2 separate regions of the Mus musculus genome follow, and region 1 is linked to region 2. The links are chromatin contacts, called in public HiChIP or PLAC-seq maps. All regions are on one chromosome and are shown on one strand. Each heading gives the region's core, a stretch centred on a gene start, on an enhancer-like site or on the middle of the called end of the contact. The rest is flanking DNA. Distances are from core to core; before and after follow the strand shown. Region 1 overlaps Ahdc1 (AT hook, DNA binding motif, containing 1). Region 2 overlaps Fgr (FGR proto-oncogene, Src family tyrosine kinase).

Evidence for each region. HiChIP or PLAC-seq counts read pairs in DNA pulled down with a chosen protein or histone mark.
Region 1: an H3K27ac HiChIP or PLAC-seq map of embryonic stem cells shows a contact between it and region 2, with 8 read pairs. The contact joins two enhancer-like sites. A contact is called at or near these places in 1 of 39 promoter capture datasets (embryonic stem cells), 5 of 15 datasets of contacts at CTCF or cohesin (the G1E-ER4 cell line, the NIH/3T3 cell line, embryonic stem cells and 2 more), 60 of 484 Hi-C or Micro-C datasets (B cells, the Ba/F3 cell line, the C2C12 cell line and 37 more), 15 of 115 datasets of contacts at active chromatin or transcription factors (the HPC-7 cell line, acute myeloid leukemia, differentiating embryonic stem cells and 8 more) and 1 of 9 other capture datasets (embryonic stem cells).

Annotation. Positions count from the first base shown.
Region 1 is chr4:133,053,046-133,059,551 of GRCm38.p6, reverse strand. Ahdc1 (AT hook, DNA binding motif, containing 1) reads right to left here. Exons shown (of 7, transcript NM_146155.3): 3 at 4,349-4,539. Among named protein-coding and RNA genes, the nearest start is that of Gm26615, 27 kb to the left of the region's middle. Within about 2 kb of position 3,266, at least 293 of the 459 cell types and tissues checked have an H3K27ac peak or open chromatin away from gene starts, as enhancers often do. A contact at or near this core is called in acute myeloid leukemia and embryonic stem cells, where this site is marked.
Region 2 is chr4:132,988,431-132,995,545 of GRCm38.p6, reverse strand. It overlaps Fgr (FGR proto-oncogene, Src family tyrosine kinase), which reads right to left. Exons shown (of 13, transcript NM_010208.4): 5 at 6,765-6,863; 6 at 796-899; 7 at 479-628. Among named protein-coding and RNA genes, the nearest start is that of Gm36599, 16 kb to the left of the region's middle. Within about 2 kb of position 1,820, at least 18 of the 459 cell types and tissues checked have an H3K27ac peak or open chromatin away from gene starts, as enhancers often do. A contact at or near this core is called in acute myeloid leukemia and embryonic stem cells, where this site is marked.

The DNA.
Region 1 (6,506 bases), core at 2,017-4,516, 63 kb before region 2:
GAATGCAAAGCTGAATCAGGGATAGGGCAGTGTGGGAGAGTACATTCCTGTGGACCCCTGGGGTAGGCAGCAATCTCCAAGCCACTGACAGTTCTAAGCACCACCAAGGAGGGCAAGGCTGACCTGTCTGTTCTGCTCACGGCACCTCTCAACATCTGGAAAGGAATGCAGCCCACAGGAACTGCGTGCAGAACGTTGCAGTCCACATACACAAGCCTCTGCGTCCTCACAGATACCCAGGAGGCACTGTGTGGTTTATTATCCTGGTGCTACAGAGCAGAGAGGCCCAGAGCCCTTGTGAACCTCGCCTGAAGCCACACAGCTGCTCAGAGGCAGAGTTCTCAATTCTTTTAAGGCCAAACCCTCTTTCTCCTCTCAGCTCCTGCAACAATCCTTTAGCCACTTCTGCAAAGGCTCCTTCTAGAGCTGTGGTCTAATTTAAGGCTGGGAGGAACACTGAAATTATCTAAGCCATTGGCTTCTAAACCCTGAGCTCAGGGGAGCGGAGGAGCTGTGTAACACTCCAGATACCCAGGCCCTAGTCCAGGAGGGCCTGACTCACACATCTGAGGGACATCTGGGAAGCTGTCATTTTAATCTGCAACCTCCCCTCCCCCAGTGAGTACCCTGTGCTCTAGTTCCATTTTACAGAAGAAGAAGCTGAAATGGAGAGGTTAGAAGACTTCACTGTTCGTCCATTCAGGCTGGTCTTTATTTCTGTCCACTGCCCCGGGCTGCACCCTTCGCCTCCCCTGCACCTGCTAACTCAAGGCTCTCTCTCATGTCTGGCTGTGGACCTGTACCACTTCTAGCCCAGCTCAGCACTGCCCCTCTCCCTGCCCCCTTCTTCTCTATTTCCCACCCCCCCCCCATGTACACACACGCCTGCACCCCCAAAAGATCTCTCAATGTAACCTGGAACTCTTGTGTGCACCATGATGGCCTAATGGCAGCTGGGCAACCAAGGAGAACCTTGAACTTCTAATCCTCCTGACTCCATCTACCTACTCCACGTACCTAATGGTATATTACCACACCCAGCTTTTGCCATGCTAGAAACTGAACCTAGAGATTTGTGCACAACAGGCAAATACTCTACCAACTTGGCTACATTTCCAGCCCCTACCTTCTTCCTGGGCGTCAAGGTTTTACTCTTAGTCGTGGTTGGTCTGGAAATCACTATGTAGACCACGCTGATCGCACCCTTGCAGCTATCCTCCTGCCTCTCTGCCTGTGCTGAAGACACAAGCATGTACCACTCCACCCAGTGAGCCAGCTGGCACTGCTGTTCTTGAAGAGAGAGCACCTTCAGAGTGTGGAGGCAGCCAGGCAAGGGTATGCATTTGGGAGGCAGAGGCAGAGGCAGGTGGCTCTCTGAGTTACAGCTGAGCTTGGTCTACAGTTCTAGGACAGCCAGGGCTACACAGTAAGAGCCTGCCTCAGAGCACAACTCTAGGAAGTGGCTTGACCTGGCTTTTGGAGATACCTACACCAGGAGTCCCTCTCCTTCCTCACTGAGGGTGGGGCTGGCCAGGCCTTCCTGCCTTAGAGACCTCCCACTTGGGGCCCAAGGGCGTAATCTTGGCAGAAGAGACAAACCTCCTCTGCAGTGGCTGCTTCTGCTCCACCCACCCATGAAGACCTTTGGCCACATCCTCCCGACTGTCCACTGCTCTTTTGCAGCCTTAGGATCTGAGGGAAGCAGTTGGCTCCCTTCCCCACCACACCCCAACAGGCAGCCATTCTCTTGGCGTCTTCTCAAAGGTACCATCTAGCCCAAGTCTGTGAATGAAAAGTCAAAGGGTCCTCTGTCTGCTTGTCTGCTTCTGGGTCAGTGTCTGAGCTTGCCCACAGGGACAGCAGCTGGCTAGGAGGGGGGCCCCAACCTGCAGAGCAGAGTGCCGGGAAGCGCCAGCCCACATCCTTGATCCCCAGCCCCACCCTCCCCCACTGTGGCTGTGACCACCCCACCCCTTCCCCAGCCCTCCTCCCCTCTCACCCACCCCTAACCTCCCCTGGGGAGCCAAGCTGCCAGTCCCAGCTCTCACTTCCGGCCTCATGACCCTCTCTGCAGCCTGCGAGCACTCCCCTCCCATTTCCCTCAGCCCCCTCAGTCTGAAGGCTCCTGGATGTCCTTAAGCTCTTAGCAGTGGGAAACATGGCTGCTCTGAAACCTTCCTCAGGCCCTCTCTTCTCCACGGAGGCGTTACCTCCCAGGACTGCCAGCCCCCTTTCTCTCAGGAATTTCATGTTTCACTCTCTTGGTCTTCCCTTCCTTTTAGCCCCTAGTGCCCACCTAATTCGTAGATCTTCTAGCAAGCAGACACTTGCCCTAGATCCTAAGAAGGACCAGTCACTTGTTTTTTTTTTTTTTTTAAGATTATTTATTTATTACATGTAAGTACACTGTAGCTGTCTTCAGACACACCAGAAGAGGGAGTCAGATCTCGTTAGGGATGGTTGTGAGCCACCATGTGGTTGCTGGGATTTGAACTCTAGACCTTTGGAAGAGCAGTCGGGTGCTCTTACCTGCTGAGCCATCTCACCAGCCCCAGTCACTTGTTTTGCATTTAAATGTGAACACAGAGAGGCTTAGTCATGCCCTTAAGGACACACAGCCATGCCAATCAGCTTTGTTGTCACCTAAGTTTGGTTTTGTTGGGATCCTTTAAGTCAAATTGCTTCATCATCCAAAGATTCAGACTAGCCCTGGCCTCCTCAACTATCTCAACTACCACTTCTAATCTCTTTTCCCCCAGTTTGTTATCAAGATGCACTACCTCCCCTGACCACTAGGTGTCCCCCTGGAGCCACTGATGCCCCAAGGGGAACTGGTCCTGCCCCGCCCCCATCATCTCCCCCAACCCCAGAACAGTACAGCACTGCATACCCCACCCTACCCTATCCTCAGCCACACAGAGCTCCTTTGTACAGCCCCCGCCCACCCTCTTCCTGTCCAGAGTGGGGCACCTGGCAAGCAGGTCTGTTCCTGAACCGCCCCCTGCCAGCCCCTTGCCCCGAGTGCCAGGTGTGTAGGCGCCACTGCCAGCTCTCACTGAACCCGAGGGTCACCTCATTGGCAGCCCTCCCTTCCTCCCTCCGAGGTCACCCAGGGACTGTGCTTTCCGCCCCACTCCACCCCCATTCCCTCCTGCCCTTGGCCCTTCCAGACTCCTGTCCTTGTCTTTCCTTCTGTCTCCCAGAGGACTCCCTCTTCCAGTACCACTAGCACCTCCTCCCACCTCTCTCCCGCCCCCGCCCACATCCCTCCCCAGAGAGAGCCAGTTCGGCCACGCCCCTCACTGCCGACCAGGTCGGAAGAACTCCTCCCCCTGGAAAGTCACTGTTGAAAAGGAAGTGACTTCAGCAGTTTGGCCACAAGGCTGGGCATTGCTGAGCCCAGCGCAGCCCAAGTCCTGCCCAGCCCACCTCCAAAACACAAAGGGAGCCATGTGCACATGCCACCTCACCTTGTGCTCAGAACCCTGAGCACACACAAACCCACCCAAGGGTGTTTGAGTCTTGGTCCACTAGTACCCTGTGTGGTAGACAGCCCAGGATACCCACACCTGCATAGGATCCATAGCCAGCAGTCACCACTACAGCACACATGTGAAGCTCTTAACTATTCCCCCCACATAGGCCACTTATGTAACTCTTGCATACACAACCCTGTGCACTAAGGACAGAGAGCCCCACACACCTGCTTGCACACAGACCCAGCACAGCACATTTACAGCCTCACATCCTCCTGCAGCCCTGCCTCCCCACCCTTCCCATCCCTGGAGGCCCAACCCCCATGCAGACCTCAGGAATGCTCCTTTGGAAGTTGGGTGGGGTTTCCAGCAGGCTAAACTCTAAGGAGCTTCCTGGAGCCTGAGGCTTCATGTGTCAGTTCAGGGAGTTGCCTCTATAGGGCAGGGCAGCCCCACCTGGCCTCTGTGGCTGGGAGCCTGGGTGGGCTAAACCTGGGCCACAAGAAAGATGGGTCCTGCCATGGCCTGCCCTGCGGCCAGCTGCCGGGCATGCAATCACACCTGGACTACCATGGCCTCTCAGCTCTGTAGAGGAGTCCTGGGGAGGTCAGCTGCATATATCAGGCACGCTGGCTTCCACCTCTGCCCTGAATCCTGGTCACCGTCACAACCCATCTCTCCGCCCAGTTCTCCAGGTCATGGAGGCATAGGGAAGAGTCCTCAGGCTAGGAGGCAGGATGCTAAGGGACTCACTGTGCCACATGAGCCTCTATTCCCTTCTCTGGATAATGGGGAGTTCGAATAGGCTAGATTAATGTCTCTCTCTCTGCCTAAGCTAAGAGGCGATCTTTGTTACACTGGCTCACAGTTACCTGCGCAGGCTCTGCAGAGGCTGGACTCAGCAAGAAAGGGCTGTCTCCACCAGCATCAGCTTCTCCAGGGTAGTCTTTGCAGAGGCCTGAGCAGTGCCACTCCCCCGGTCACCTGGGACCCTCGGCACTCACTCAGCTGGCTTGGCTCTGGGGTCCAGGCCGATGGGTAGACAGTCAGGCAACCTCCCCATCTGTAGAAGCAAACACAGCACACCAAAGATAAGCATAGATGGAGCATGGACGGAGGAGTCAGGCAGAGGGCAACTGAGCCAGGTGGGCATGCTCCACAAATACCAGTCCTGATCTGACTTTACCCCACTGCAGAGGCTCAGTACCTACCTACCATCCCACCTTCTTTCTTTGAACTCTTTAAAAATGCAATGACTTGGAATGGAGAGATGGCTCTGTGGTTAAGAGCACTGGCTGCTCTTGCAGGACTCTGGTTCAACTCCCAGCAACCACATGGCAGCTAACAGCTGTCTGTAACTCCTGTTCCAGGAAATCGGACATCCTCACCCAGACATACACGCAGGCAAAGCACCAATAATACGCATGAAATAAAAATAAACGACTTTTAAAGTTACTTTTAAAAAAGACTTAATTATATTTTAAATGTTTTGCACGCCTGGTGCCCACAGATCAGAAGAGGGCGTCAGATCCCCATGGAATTGGAGTTACAAGATGGTGGTAAGCTACCCTGGAGGTACTGTGAATAGAGCCCAGATCCTTGGAAAGAGCAATAAGTGCTCTTAAGCCCTGAGCCACTTCTCCAGCCCCCAGTCCCTGTCTCTTACATCCCAGACTCCTGTTGAGAAGCAGTATCTTTGCAAGTCTAGATACTCACACGTGTGCACAAACAGCACACCAGAGAAAGTGGAGGGAACCTGGCCTTGGCTCAACTCCTTATCCTGTCTACAGCCTATATATTCTTCCCCATTTTCTCACCCCTAAAAATGAGGAGTGACATCTTATGAAGCAGAGAGACAGCTCTGGGGCTGGTAACTGTACAAGTCTGAGTCGCTGTCCCTAGAGGAAGAGGAAGGTGTGCCCACTGCCATGGAGGTGTATGTGGAGCTGGCACCTGCCCAATGCCAGCAGCAACTGGATATAGCTCTTGTTTTTAGATACAGGGTTTGTTTAGGTCCCCCTAACTGTTCTGGAACTCATTCTGCAGACCAGGCTAGCCTAGAGATCCACCTGCCTCTGTCTTCCTAGAGCTAGGCTTTGAAGTGTGCACCACCACCCCGTCTGGTTTCTTTAATAACCATGGCCTACCTTGCCACTCCAGTTTCCTGCCTAGTAGCTGGCCCCATTGTCTGCACTGAGGCCGGGGAGAGTGGGGGAGTTTAAGAACCAAGCATCACAGAAGCTTATAGGTTCTAGTTACTTGGGAATGTGCATTGGTGAGACTCAGTCATCTGTGTAGATACACACATCTGTATGTGGGTTGCTGGGGCTACTCTGCCTGTCAGTGTGCATCTCTGTGTGTCAGTGTGGGCAGCAGCATGCTTAAGACTGTACGTGTGGGAGGGCTCAAGTGTGGCTCAAAGGTATAGCACTTGCTAGAATACAAGATCCCGGGTTCCACTCCCAGCACCACAGAGAAATGAATACAGTTCACACATGGATCCTGAGTTTGATCAGTAGTGATTGGTATTATCAGCTGAGTCTACGTATCTACCAGAATTAAGTGTCTTCAGTTTATAATCGTGGACACGCCCACCATCTAGATTTCTATTCTGTTCACTTCTCTGTGTATTTGGCTGAGCCCGTGACAGGTGTGCCCAGCTGTGAGTGTATCTGTGTGTACATACTGCACCTGGTTCACTGAATCTCACTGTGTCAGGAGCCAGACCAGCCCCTGCCTGCCTCGGAGCTCTTTGGATGTGTTCGGCAGCAGGGTGGGGGCGGGTGGCTTATCCTCTGCTGTCCCTGCAGGTTTCCAATCTCCAGGCCTGTGACTGTAGGCGCTGGTGTCACTGCAGATCAGCACTGCCTACCTCCTACCTCTGCCTTTCCTTTCCGTGGGCTTTCAGGGTCATAGCATAATGGCGTGACTGGTCACAGTGTCCCTGTGGGTTTGTTTTGCCATGGTCAGCACGTGCTTGCGGGTGTGTTTGCATGTGCAGATTCGTATGACCTTATCATTGTGAGTCTG
Region 2 (7,115 bases), core at 571-3,070:
ATTTAGACACACACAACGAGAGAGACAGAAAGAGACAGAGAGACAGTGAGACAGAGAGATAGAGAGAGAGAACAACAAATGCCCCACAAAGTTTCCATACACTGAATAGACCGAAGCCAGCAAGATTTTGCTCGGCAGGTAAAGACGGTGTCTGCTGGCAACCCCAATGACCCGAGTTCCATCCCCAGGACCCACTTGGCTGAAGGAGAGAATCAACTTCCACGAGTTGTACTCTGACACGCATGAGCCCCCCCCCCAAAAAAAAATGTAAAATTTTCAAAAGTTCCCCAGGCTTAGGCCTGGAAGCAAGATTAGGAGGCATTGCTTGCTCTCCGTCTGCTCAGACTCCACACAGAGCAGAATCCTGGCCTAAGGACGCATGTACGTGGCCCAGCCACTACTTCTTTAGGAGATTTTTGTTCTCCAGGCCTCAGTCTCCCCGTCATGACAACACGGTCAGTCACACTTAGCAGCTCACCCATGTAGTGCCGCACTAGGTCCTGTATGGAGTCAAACTGGGCCCGTGTGGTGATGTAGTAGCCGCCCGTGTCCAGCTTTCGGATCTTATAATGCTTTATGTGATCGCCTCTGTTCTGGTCCCAGTCACGGATGGACAGGGAGTAGGCCCCTGGGTGGAAAGGGTCCTTTAGTTCTCGTCTCCCTCAGAGCAGGAGGAGGCCCCCAAAGGAATTCCCAGAGCCCAGCTTAGCTCTGCCCCTCCACTTGGCCCTGACCCAAGCACTGACCAGCCCACTGTCCTTATTGTCTGGTGGCATGTCTGCCGTACCAACCCACCTTTGGTGGTCTCGCTTTCCCGAATGAGAAAGGCCCCCTGGGGGTTACCAGAGGACAGAAGCTGCCTCTCTGCATCCTTTCTACTGATCTTTCCGAAGTACCACCTGTTAGGAAAAGCAGGCAGAACCAGGCACATTCATTCCAAACGCCAGTTCATCTTCCCCGGAAGTCACCGCAACAGCCAAGTCTCAGTTTCCTCATCTGACAAATGGGTTGTTATAATCTGCTTCATGACTTGAGTATAAGGATCCCAGAGAAGGGGAATGGGAAACTGTCGGGCACACATGGTCGATGCTGAGAAAGACCAGGATTCCTACCCACTGGTGTCTCTTGAATTAAAATTGTTAGATTCTCCCTGGTACAGTGGTATGATCCCAGCAATCAGGAGGCAGAGGCAGGTACCGCTCTGAGTTTGAGGGTACCCTGGTCTACATAGCAAGTTCTAGGTCAGCCAGGGCTACATAGTGAGACCCTACCTTAAAAACAAATAATGAGGGAACAGGGCATAGTGGTACATGCCTTTAATCCCTGCACTTAGGAGTTGGCGGGGGCAGGTGGATCTCTCTGAGTTTGAGGCCAGCCTGGTCTATAGAATGAGTTCTAGGACAGCCGGAGAAACCCTGTCTCTGGGAAAAAAAAAAAAAAGCCATAAAAGTCCCTGGTAGTGTAGTGTATGCCTTTAATCCCAGCACTTGGGAGGCACAGGCAGGCAGATGTTCCAAATCAGTCAAGGTTACATGGTAAGACGTTATATCAAACCAACAAACACACCAACAAACCAAAATTGGTAGAGCCCAGGCATCAGTGACTTTTTCAGGTATCACAGGGCCCTTGACCCTTCTCACTAGACCTCTCCAAAACCCATTTTACAGACAAGGAACTCAAGTCTCAGAGGGGAGCTGGTGTGAACAATTAGTGTCCTCACGTGCCCTGATTCTCTCCCACCACCCTAGGCAATCCTTCAGACTCCTGCCCCACCCTAGCCCCAAATTCTTTCCCTGCTTGTGGCTGTCTGAGACAATGTAGTCCTGAGCTGTGTGCATACAGGGCAGACTGGGGGGTGGGGAACAGATGTGACCACACTCGCTGTAGAAGACTCTGTTGTTATCTGATCATTAAATTGACTGTGCCTTGTGGGCATTGATAGAAAAGAACACAGTTTTCAAATCAGGGCGGGTGAGGACACCTGGGAACGCTGGCACGCTCAGTCCATACCTGAGCACCAGGCAAATCTGGGAGACAGAAGCGGTGTCTGCTAACCGTGTGCCTGGGAAAGCAGGCAGCAAGGAGAAAGGGTTGAAGGGATACCATACACATTGTCAAAGGTTTTCAAGATCATCCTTCAACCCCAGCACAGTGTTGTGCACCTTTGACCCCAGCACTCTGGAGTCAGGAGGCTCTCTGTGAATTCAAGGCCAGCCTGGTCTACAGAACTTTTTCTAGGACAGCCAGAGCTACACAAAGAAGCCCTGTCTTAAAAAAGCCAAAAACTTCCTTAAGAATCAGCAGAGTAAGTTAGCCCCTGGGAGGAGGAGCTTCTAAGAGTGAGATAGCCTGAGCTACATCGCAGGACCTTGCTTCAAAATAAAAACCAAGCCTTAACAGACTGGGCACTTCCTTTGTGGTAGACGACAACTCTGAACATAAATAGACTTGCTTATAATATTCAGAGAAAAGTGCCATGTTTAAACTCATTAGACAGATGAGGAATTGAACCAGCTACCTAGTGGTTAAGCAGCTTGCCTGAGGCCACACTGTGATCCAAAACAGGAACCCAAACTGTCTCCTCTCAGGCCTGGGCTCTTAACCAGGAACCCACACTGAGCACTTTAGACAGCACCTTGCTACCCAAGCTGTGGGCGCAGCTGATCCAACCCTCCACACACACACACACACACACACACACACACACACACACCATTGCCACCCCTCTGATCCACACCCCCCCCACTCCCACACCATGGCCACCCCTCTGATCCAACCCCCACCCTCACACCCACACCATTGCCACCCCACTGATCCAAACCCCACACCCCCACACCATTGCCACCCTGCTGATCCAACCCCCCCCACCATTGCTACCCTGCTGATCCAACTCCCCCCCCAACACACAACACTGCCACCCTGCCCCTCCATCATCCTCCATGCTTTCTGCCGCTCTCCACAATCCAGCCTCTTTCCTCTTGTGCTCTGGGCTTGCCCATGTCCCTCTACTAGAGAAAACCCATCTTACCCCATAAACATCCCCCTGAAACTGCCCCATCCTTCAATCCCTAAACACATACCTTCCTCTTTCCTAGAGGGAAGAAGTTCTGAGTCCTACGTTGCTGTGTTTTAAAGATGTATTTCTTGATATCACTGCACACACATGTGCATGCAAGTGTCCATGGGGGCTGAAAGAGGGCACCAGAGCCCCTGGAACAGTAGCTAATGAGGGTTATAAGTCCCCACGTGGGTGCTAGGAATTGAACCCTGGTCCTCTGGAAGAGCTTCCTGTGCACTGAACCACTGACCCATCTCTACAGCCCCCTACTTTTTTCTTTTTCAACAACAAAATTATTGCATGTTCTGTATTCATGTTGTGTGTGCATGTGCGCATGCATGCTATAACAAAGGAGTGGGGGTCAGAAGTCAGATCCGTGCATGCTGGGTCTCTCCTTTCACCCTGTGGGTTCTGGAGATCAAACTTAGGGGGTCAAGCTTGACAGCAAGTGCCTTTACCTGCTGAGCCATCTTCTGCATGTTTGGTCCCGGCTTCTTAGCTCACCTTCACTTAGATCCATATTTCCCCTCTTGAGACAATACTTTCCTCCCCTTCCACTAACTCCCTCCTTCCTGGGCTCTGCTGTCAAGCCCATGTGACAAAGGTGACTTAGGAGGGTCACCCCATTGCCAAGGATGAGGGCAGCCTCAAATCCCCTCTCTCCTGTTTTCAGAAATTTCTCCTCCAGACTTGGATGTTCTGCACTTGGCCGGGCCTGCTTTTCTCCGCTCTCCAGTGGCTCTTTCTTCACCAGAGTCAAACCCCAGGACCACCCTGTGTCTTGCTTGCTCTCTCTTCCTCCTTTTTCCTACTAGGCAGCTCTAAGTGTCATCTCTACTCAGATGAGGCCCAGTTCCTACCAGCACCAGAGTGCCATAACAAATGACAGAGTCTCAGAGACAATTAGGAACAGGAGCCCCTTCCTCTGGGATCATGAAGTGGCATGGCCCGGCACTTCTCATACACAGGGCAGCCTGGTCTAGCTTCTGGTAACTTCCTTCACGTGTAGTGTTCCTCTCTACAAACCACAAAACAACAATCCTGCCCCACCCCCACCCCCGCCGAATCCATGGACCTCCACTTGTTCCCGTGTCCCCCATTTTATCAACTGACACCACACCTAACTTGTTTCTTCCAAAGATACTGGATCATCCAGTTCCCCTCGCTTCCCAGAGTCCAAGTCCTGAGGACTCTCACTCTGGTTTTGGGGTAGCCAAGACTACCCTCAAATTCACTACAAATGTCAGAATCGTGGGCACAACGCTACTACGCCACTGTCCTGGCTAGCTTTGTGTCAACTCCATACAAGCCAGAGTCTTCAGAGAGAAAGGCAGCTCAGTTGAGGAAATGCCTCCATGAGATCCAGCTGTATGGCATTTTCTCAATTAGTAATCAATGAGGGAGGGCTCAGCTCATTGTGGGTAGAACCACTGCTGGGCTGGTGGTCCTGGGTTCTCTAAGAAAGCAGGACTAGTAAGCCAGTCAGCAGCATCCGCCATGGCCTCTGCATCAGCTCCAGCCTCCAGGTTCCCGCCCAGCATCCTCTATGGCCTCTGCATAAGCTCCTGCCTCCAGGTTCCCCCCCCACCCCCAGCCCCATTTGAGTTCCTGTCCTGATTTCCTTTTGGTGATGAACGGGGAATATGGAAGAATAAGCTGAGGAAACTCCTTCCTCCCCAACTTGCTTTTGGCCATGGTATTTCACTGCAGCAATAGAATCCCTATCTGAGACACGTGTCCAGCCCAGTTCTTCAAAGTCTCTTCCATCATTTTTTTTTTCCCTCACAAATGTATGGGAGAGTTTTGTTGGGAGGAGAGGACTGAAGATGGAATCTAGGACCTGGCTCATGTTAAACTACACTTCAGCTCCTCTCTGTGTCCAACAAAATGAACTCTAAGGACTGTTCCTTACAAGCCTTTTTTTTTTTTTTTTTTTTTTTTTTTGGTTTTCCTAGACAGGGTTTCTCTGTGTAGCCCTGGCTGTCCTGGAACTCACTTTGTACAGTACACCAGGCTGGCCTCGAACTCAGAAATCCACCTGCCTCTGCCTCTTGAGTGCTGGGATTAAAGGCGTGCACCACCACCACGCCTAGCTTTTAATTTATTATGAGTACATTGTAGCTGTCTTCAGACACACCACAAGAGGGCATCGGATCCCATTACAAATGGTTGTGAGGCACCATGCGGTTGCTGGGAATTGAACTCAGGACCTCTGGAAGAGCAGTCAGTCCTCTTAACCCCTGAGCCATCTCTCCAGCCTCCTTTTTTTTTTTAAAAGGATGAGCTTTCTTTCTTTCTTTTCTTCTTTCCTTCTTTCTTTCTTTTTTTTTTTTTAAGATTTATTTATGCATATGAGTATTGTGTCTGTATGTACATCTTTTTGCCAGAAAGGGGGATCAGATCCCATTACAGATGGTTGTGAGCCATCATATGGTTGCTGGGAGTTAAACACAGAACCTCCAGAAGAGAAGCCAATATTCTTAACCAATGAGCCATCTCTCCAGCCCAAATGTTTTTAGGTTTTAAAAGATTAATTTGGCTGGACAGTGGTGGCACACACTTTTAATCCCAGCACTTAGGAGGCAGAGGCAGGTGGATTTCTTTGAGTTCAAGGCTAGCCTGGTCTAGAGAGAGTTCAAGGACAGCCAAAGCTACACAGAGAACCCTGTCTTGAAAAACAAAGGATTTTATAATAATAATATTACTTATGTGTGTGTGTGTGTGTGTGTGTGTGTGTGTGTGTGCGCGCGCGCTCACGCATGCACATGCATGCATATGCATGTGCCTATAAAAGCCAGAAGAGAGTGTCAGATCCCCTAGAGTCACAGATGGATGCCAGCTTCTGTCTTCGGTGCCGGGAAGCCCAGCACTGTTGACCACTGGGCCGTCTCTATAGTTCCCACCCATTATAGGCTTGAACGCTCATAGGTAGTAATCCCTGGGCACACCTCCCACTCTCAGGAATTCTTACACACCTTTCCTTTATAAATTCTACACTCTCTCTGCTATGATAGATGTAGACAGACAGACAGACACACATAGATTTTTGGCATAATATTACTGTTACAGATAGGCAAGGTGTATACTGACTAGCACACGGTATATGTCTAGCTGGGTTCACACACCAGTTCCATCCGTTACTAGCTAGGAAACCTTGGGCAGATTATTCATTCTCTCTGCACTTCAGCTTCCTCATTTGATGTTTTATTTTTTTTAAAAACAAATTCTCTCTGTGTCTGACCTGGAACTCACTATGCAGACCAGGCTAACCTCAAACTCAGAGATGCACCTGCCTCTCCCTTGCAAGTGCTAGGATTAAAGACCCTGGCCAGCTTCCTCATTTGTAAAACAGAACAATAGAGTTTCTATCTGGACCACACAGCAAGTCCTCATTTATAGAACACAGCACCTGCTGTGTTATCTGCTGTTACTTTTTTTTTTTTTCTTTGAGACAGAGTTTCTCTGTGTAGCCCTGGCTGTCCTGGAAGTCACTCTGTAGACCAGGCTGGCCTTGAACTCACAGAAACTCACCTGCCTCTGCCTCCCATGTGCTGGGATTAAAGGTGTGCGTCACCACTGCCTGGCTCCTTACCATTATATGGGTGGGGAGGCTCAGAGTGGGCCTTGTCATTTCCTAAGCGATGGCCTTGGCCTTGGAAGTTAGCACCAGGGATTTCTCCACAGGGTTGGCCCCAACTGTACTCACTCTTCAGCCTGGATGGAATCCACAGGAGCAACATAGTTGCTGGGAACATAGCCTCTGTGTCCGGAGCTCAGGGAGCGAGCCTCCCACCAGTCATACTCCCTGTAGACACAGAACACAGGGGTAGTCAGCAGCACTTGGGGTCCAGCCTGGGCCACATTAGCTGGAGGGTGGCCCGGCCAAACCTCACCTTTGCTCCCCTCCCCACTCCAAGCGCTTTCCTTGGCAACTGCCCCACTGTTTTCCCTGAAAAGGGAATGTGTTTGAGGGTCCCTAGGCTCTTCCGCCTTGTTCTTCCACTAAGCAGACTCAAGGATGCTGACCAGCTTCCCTCCCCACTGGACATTCCCAGAG